Regions from separate parts of the Ovis aries genome. Here region 1 is linked to region 2. The links are chromatin contacts, called in public Hi-C maps. All regions are on one chromosome and are shown on one strand. The core of a region is the stretch at or near the end of the contact, and the rest is flanking DNA. Distances in the headings are between cores, read along the strand shown.

Region 1 (2,861 bases), core at 91-2,590, 75 kb after region 2:
GCTAACTGCCGATTTCTTGAGCTCCTGTGGCACTTCCCTGATCCATTCCTGAGCTTCCAGAATTCTGAGAATCCCCTTTCTTGAGCATTCACTGTGTGCAAAGATTCTTCCCTGCCTGGGCTCATTAAATCCTAACAACACCTCCCTGGGGAAGTCACAACTCAGATGCTCATTTAAGATGTCACTCCTGCCCTTCCTGCTGAGGAAGCCCCCAGCTTTGCCTCACTGTACCTTCTCCCACCACCCCCATGCCTGGCACCAACGTCACTTAAGAATTCTCCCCACTCACAGCCTCAGCCACCCCGAAGACCAGAGTGACCTGGAGCCCCTGCAGTGGGAGTGAGAGGTTAACCTGACTCATCCAGGCCCCCAGATATCTGAGATATCTGAGGCCATCTAGTGATGCGGAGGGGGAGGCATTCTGGCAGTGGCCTCTGGGTGCCTCATTTAGGCCCAGCTCCAGCACTCCTCAGGTTTGAATACTGGGGCAAGGTTTGAATTTCACCTCTCAGGGCCTCAGTTTCTTCCTCTGTAAAATGGAGCCAATAACAGTGGCTTTGAGGAATTATGAGATAACAGCAGGTGCTTAGAATATTCGGAGTATACAGTATAAGAGCTCAAGTAATAGCAACTAATCTCTGAAGGCAATTGTGTGTGGGAGGCAGGGGGCTGAGTATCTTAAAGTGTCTCATATCCAGCCTTTGCCCACAGTGGCCCCACTTTCTCTGCTACCAAAGAGGAACTTTGGGTGAGGGACAAGATCCAGCTTGGGTACCAGCTTCCAAACCAGCAAGATCATAACTGCCTCCCCAGCACTCTATTCCAGGGACCAAAAGGCCTGTCCCACCCTCAGCATCCAGCCCCAGCTCTTTATAAGCAGCAATTCATTTACTCTCGTGTCAGCCCTGTGAGGTGGCCTCCATCAGCCCCCCTGCCTTTTTCTTGGCTGCACTTTGAGATAGGTGGAACTTCCCCAGCGAGGATGGAACCTGTGCCCCCGCAGTGGAAGCACAGAAAGACTGGACCACCGGGGCAGTCCCATCAGCCCATTTTAGAGGTGAGAAAGCAGAGGCACAATGAATGCAGTATCTTGCCCAAAGCGACACAGCCAGAAAGAAGAGAACACTGGGATTTGAACCCAGGGTCTGGTTTCAAAGTCTGTACCTTTAACTCCTACACCTTGCAGCCTCCTGAGCCCCAGACACCCTCCCAGACCCTCCCAGGATCCTGGGTCTCATTCCCACAGCTTCTTAGCTTGGCCAGGATGGGAACTGGCTGGCTCATCTCTTACCACTAGGCCTCCAGACAGCTCGAGAGCTCCCAGGTCCGGTCTGTCTGCTCAGCCCCGGTCACAGGCTGGGGGGGAAAAGGTATGGGGAGGGGGAGGAGGGGGAGACCCCAGCCATTGGCTGCCGAGATATGACATCACCAGGGGGTGGGTGGTGGGGAAACAAACATCCCCTTCTCCCAGCCACATCCACCCGCCAGGAGGTGGGAGCCACAGAGGAGAAGCCTAGACAGCTGCTCGTCCTCGCCTGGGCTGAGACCTCCACCGTGAGCCCTGATCCTGGGGTTGACAGGTTGCTAGTACCATGGGAGACTAGCCTCCTACCAACACCATTCCCTGGCTTCCAGACCCAGGCATGGCCCTGCTGGTTCCTGGGGCCCCTAAAAATAAACTCCACTCTCTCTCCCAGTTAATGTGGGTTCAAATCCCAGCTCAGCCGTGTCCTGGCTGTGTGACCTTCGGCAAGTCACGGCATCTTTCTGCACCTCAGTTTCTCCATCTCTAAAACAAGGATCACAGAAGTGTCTGCCTTATGGGTTTGTTGTGAAGATAAAATGAGTGAAAAGAGACGAAAAACTTTCAAAAGCTCCTGGCACAGAGTGACTGCTACTTATACGCATTTTGTATTATTCAAACAAATTAGGGGACCAGCTAGACTTGTCAGCGGACTTTTGGCTTGAGTGGGACTGGATCAGGAGCCCCACTTCTCTGTTTAATGGAGTTGCCACTTGGGGGGACATCTATCATGTACCATGCTGGGCACCCAAAGCTTGGCCCCTGGAATCAGGGATGCAAGACAGGCAGATGAAAGCCCAGTTTTTAGTTAAAAATCCAGAAAGTGCTGGGGCTGGGATCCAACCACAGTTCTACAGGACCGCCAAGACCCTGCAATATGCCCTGTCCCCTTCATATAACAGCCAAGGAGGCTCAGAGAGGGGAGTGACACCCAAGGTCACCCACTTCAGGTAGTAGGTAGCACCGGGATTTGAACCCACATCTGCCCAACTCCCAAACCAAGGCCACCAGGCCGCACCCTGATCCCCCGGCCCCTGGCCCCAAGCCGGCCCTGACTCACCAGACCCCGGGGGGCGGCACAGGGAGCATAGGTATTCCCACATGCCCCTCACACCCACCCGGCTGCTGCCTCGGATGCTCCTGGCTCTCTGAGCTGGAGCCTGGGGCCGGGGCTGGGCTGAGGCCGGGGATTACCCCCAAAATGCACATCAGCAGCTTCCGGCCCATTGTCCACCCGGGCTCGGCCTCCAGGCCCTCAGCAGAGGGGGCACCCTCACCTTTCACATCAGCTTAGCTGGCCCCTCAGCAGCCCCCTCCCCACCCTGAGCAGTTGGGGCCCACTCCTGAGGGGCTTGGGGGACCAGAGACCGGCTGGCAGGATCCCAGAGTGCCAGGGGCATCCTCCCTTCTCTCCGAAATGCCCCCTGCCCACTCTCAGCCACTGGGGAAGGCAGGAATGTGCTGAGCTCTGGGAAATGCCTTCCAAGCCTGGCAGCCACTAAAGGTTGGGGTGTGGTGGAACCCAGCTAGAACCCTCCTCCCGGGAAAGTTGGAAGGC
Region 2 (2,879 bases), core at 152-2,651:
TGCTGCAACAACTGAGCCTGCACAGCACAACCAGAGAGACCACGCATTGGAACACAGACCCTGCATGATACAGTGCACGGCCCAACCAATGAATACTTTTTAAAAAAGATCCTCCTGGTAGCCCCAAATGGGGTGACTTCCACTCCACCCCATAAGAGCTGGGGGGGTGGGGTCTATGCTTGGCAGTGGTGGAGATGGCCATTGGCAAATGTACCCTCCTTGCTACATGAGTAATCAGGGGATACAAGCAGCAAGACTTAAGATTTCCCCCTTTCTTCATCCTAAGCAGAGCATTTTCAGAGGAGAAAGTCCATAGTATTGATCAGATTCTCAAAGAAGTCTGGCACTGTTAAAAAAAAAAAAAAAGTTTTTTATTTAAAAGACTTTCCCATGTTATACAGAAATGTTGAAATAATATCTTTGACTCCCCAACCAGAAGTTACTAAGCCCCACCCTAGGCACTACTGTGTCGGAAAGATCTTTTTAGAGTCATTTTAAGTGTTTTGGCAGTAGTACAGATGAGCCTCAGGGCTTCTGTAAATGTTGGTTCCAATTTCTTTTTTATAAAATGTTTTATCTTCAAAAATTCTAATGGAAGATACTATGAACCATGCACATTCAACTTTTGTGTTGTTTTGACCGCACCACACAGTATGTAGGATCTTAGTTCCCCGAGTAGGGATCAAACCCGAGTCCCCGGCAGTGGAAGTGCAGAGTCTTAATCACTGGACCTCCAGGGAAGTCCCGACACTCAACTTTTTAACACATCAGAGATTTCCCAAACGTCTGAGGTGAGGCTAAATGTGCTTTGCTGCAGACCTTGGGATGAAACTTTCTCTACTCTCAGTAAGGCTGAACGCCTTATTGGTCTGCTCTGACACACACATGGCTTTTCATATTGTGAAATAAAAGCTGAAGACCTCACCATTGTCTTCAGAGACCTGTGTGAGCCCCCCTGGCTGTCTGCCTAACTTGATCTCAAGCTTCTCTCGCCCTTTACCACCACATCCTAGACACACTAACCTTTTCTCTGCCCCACCAAAAAGACAAGCATGTTCCCACCTCAGGGCCTTTGCACTCGCTGTTCCTTTTACCTGGACTGGTCACCCTCCCGGATCCTGATCTTTGCAGGACTGACTTCTGTCTTTCAGAACTCAGTTCAAATCTCCTCTTTAGAGAGGCTTTCCCTGGTCACTCTGAATCCAAAAGAGCTATGCTGTCCCTCCTTTTCAGCATATTTGAATTCTCTACCTAGTGCTTAACACTAAAGAAGAAAATTTTTTTTTATTTTGTAACTGTCTTCCCCCAACACTGGAACATAAACTTGCCCATGAGGGCAAAGGCTTTGTCTTGGGCTGTATTCCCAGTGTCTAGAACATTGCCTACGCACCGGTTGAGACCTGGGGAATCAATAAATATTTGTTGACTGAATGTGGTTTTGATTAGGAAGGTTAAAGCTCTGTACTGGGGTGAATGTTACTTCATGTCTGAGCTTGTCTGCTCACAAAAAAAAAAAATTTGAACAAATAATAATAATCCATTAACCTTTATGGAAGAATTCTCATATATCAGGCACATGCTGGAAACTATATCCATGACCTGAATATGTTCCTGTGGGTAGAAGTCTCTGTAAGGCCTATTTTGCAGAAGTAAACATAGGCCCAGAGAGGGAAAGCCTCGGGAAAAATACCACATACCCGAATGTTGTGGCGCCCAGATCCATTCCCAAAGATGTCAGGCCAAGACCACACTTTTACCCATAGCATTGGACTTCACATGCATGGATCCAGATTTGAGACATGGCGAAACCTCATTTTCAATGCTAATTAAAGTATGTGGGTTTGAGTTACATAAATATTTAAAACATAGCTTCCCATATTATTAAGAAAAATTAAGATGATGTGAATATCACTGGATTTCTTTTTAGCTCATCAGGAAGGGACTCATTTCACAGCAGCCTAACAGGATGATTTATAAAACGCTATTCACGCTGCTGCCACCAGATGGCACCACGTGAGACGGCCATCCCCGCCGGAACCCAGCTGTCTGGCAGGCTTCAAGCCTTCCTGGAGAAAGTTGGACCTTCAGGCTGTTATGGAAACATTCACTGTTTGAAAGGAAACTCTGACAGGACACCTAAACGCAACACGTGATTGGAACTGGATTCTGAGCCAAGGAAAAAACATGGCAATAACGAACATTACAGGGACGGTTGATGAAACCAGAATATGAACTAGGGTTCAGATAAGAAGAGCACTGTATCCTTGTTAAATTTCTTGGTTTCGATAGTTGTACTGTGATTATGAAAGAAAATGTTCTTGTTCTTAGGAAATACACACTGAAGTATTGTCAGGTAAAGGGACATGATGTTCAAGTGAACTCTCAAATTGTTCAAAACCACAGTGTGTGTGTGTGTGTGTGTGTGTGTGTGGTGTCGGGGAGAAGAGAGAATGGAGCAAACAGTTGGCAAATCTGGCTGAAGAGAATATAGGAAGTACTTGTTCTATTCCTGCTACTTTGTTATAAATTTAGAATTAAAATAAGAGTAACTCCTAAAGCTCTTTTTTGTAGTCAATGATAATGTCATTAAGGGGTTCTTTCGGTGGTGGTGCTAAGGCTGATGCAGAAAATCATCAGTTTCAGAGACAGATGAGAAAACCACGCCATGCCAGGCACTGTTTGAGCCCTTCACAAGAACTGACTCATTTGGTCCTCACAATAAGATGCTGCCATTACTCTCACCTTAGTGAAGAGGAAACTCGAGCTCAGAGAGGTTGAGTAACTTGCCCAAGATCATACGGTTGCTGTTAATCAAAACAGCTCAAGCTCTAATCATAACAGACCATAAAGAAGGCCAAACAAGGGGACCTCCCTGGTGG

Evidence for each region. A called contact is a pair of places that touch in the nucleus more often than the background predicts.
Region 1: a contact with region 2 is called in a Hi-C map of liver, with 3 times the contacts expected there. The contact joins the promoter of PRX here to the enhancer-like site in region 2. A contact is called at or near these places in 2 of 16 Hi-C or Micro-C datasets (liver and skin fibroblasts).

Annotation. Positions count from the first base shown.
Region 1 is chr14:49,168,456-49,171,316 of ARS-UI_Ramb_v3.0, forward strand. It overlaps PRX (periaxin), which reads right to left and starts at 1,341. Exons shown (of 7, transcript XM_027978313.3): 1 at 1,292-1,341.
Region 2 is chr14:49,093,595-49,096,473 of ARS-UI_Ramb_v3.0, forward strand. It overlaps AKT2 (AKT serine/threonine kinase 2), which reads right to left. Exons shown (of 14, transcript XM_060398079.1): 1 at 1-2,879. Among named protein-coding and RNA genes, the nearest start is that of AKT2, 9.1 kb to the right of the region's middle. Within about 2 kb of position 1,402, at least 4 of the 54 cell types and tissues checked have an H3K27ac peak or open chromatin away from gene starts, as enhancers often do. A contact at or near this core is called in liver, where this site is marked.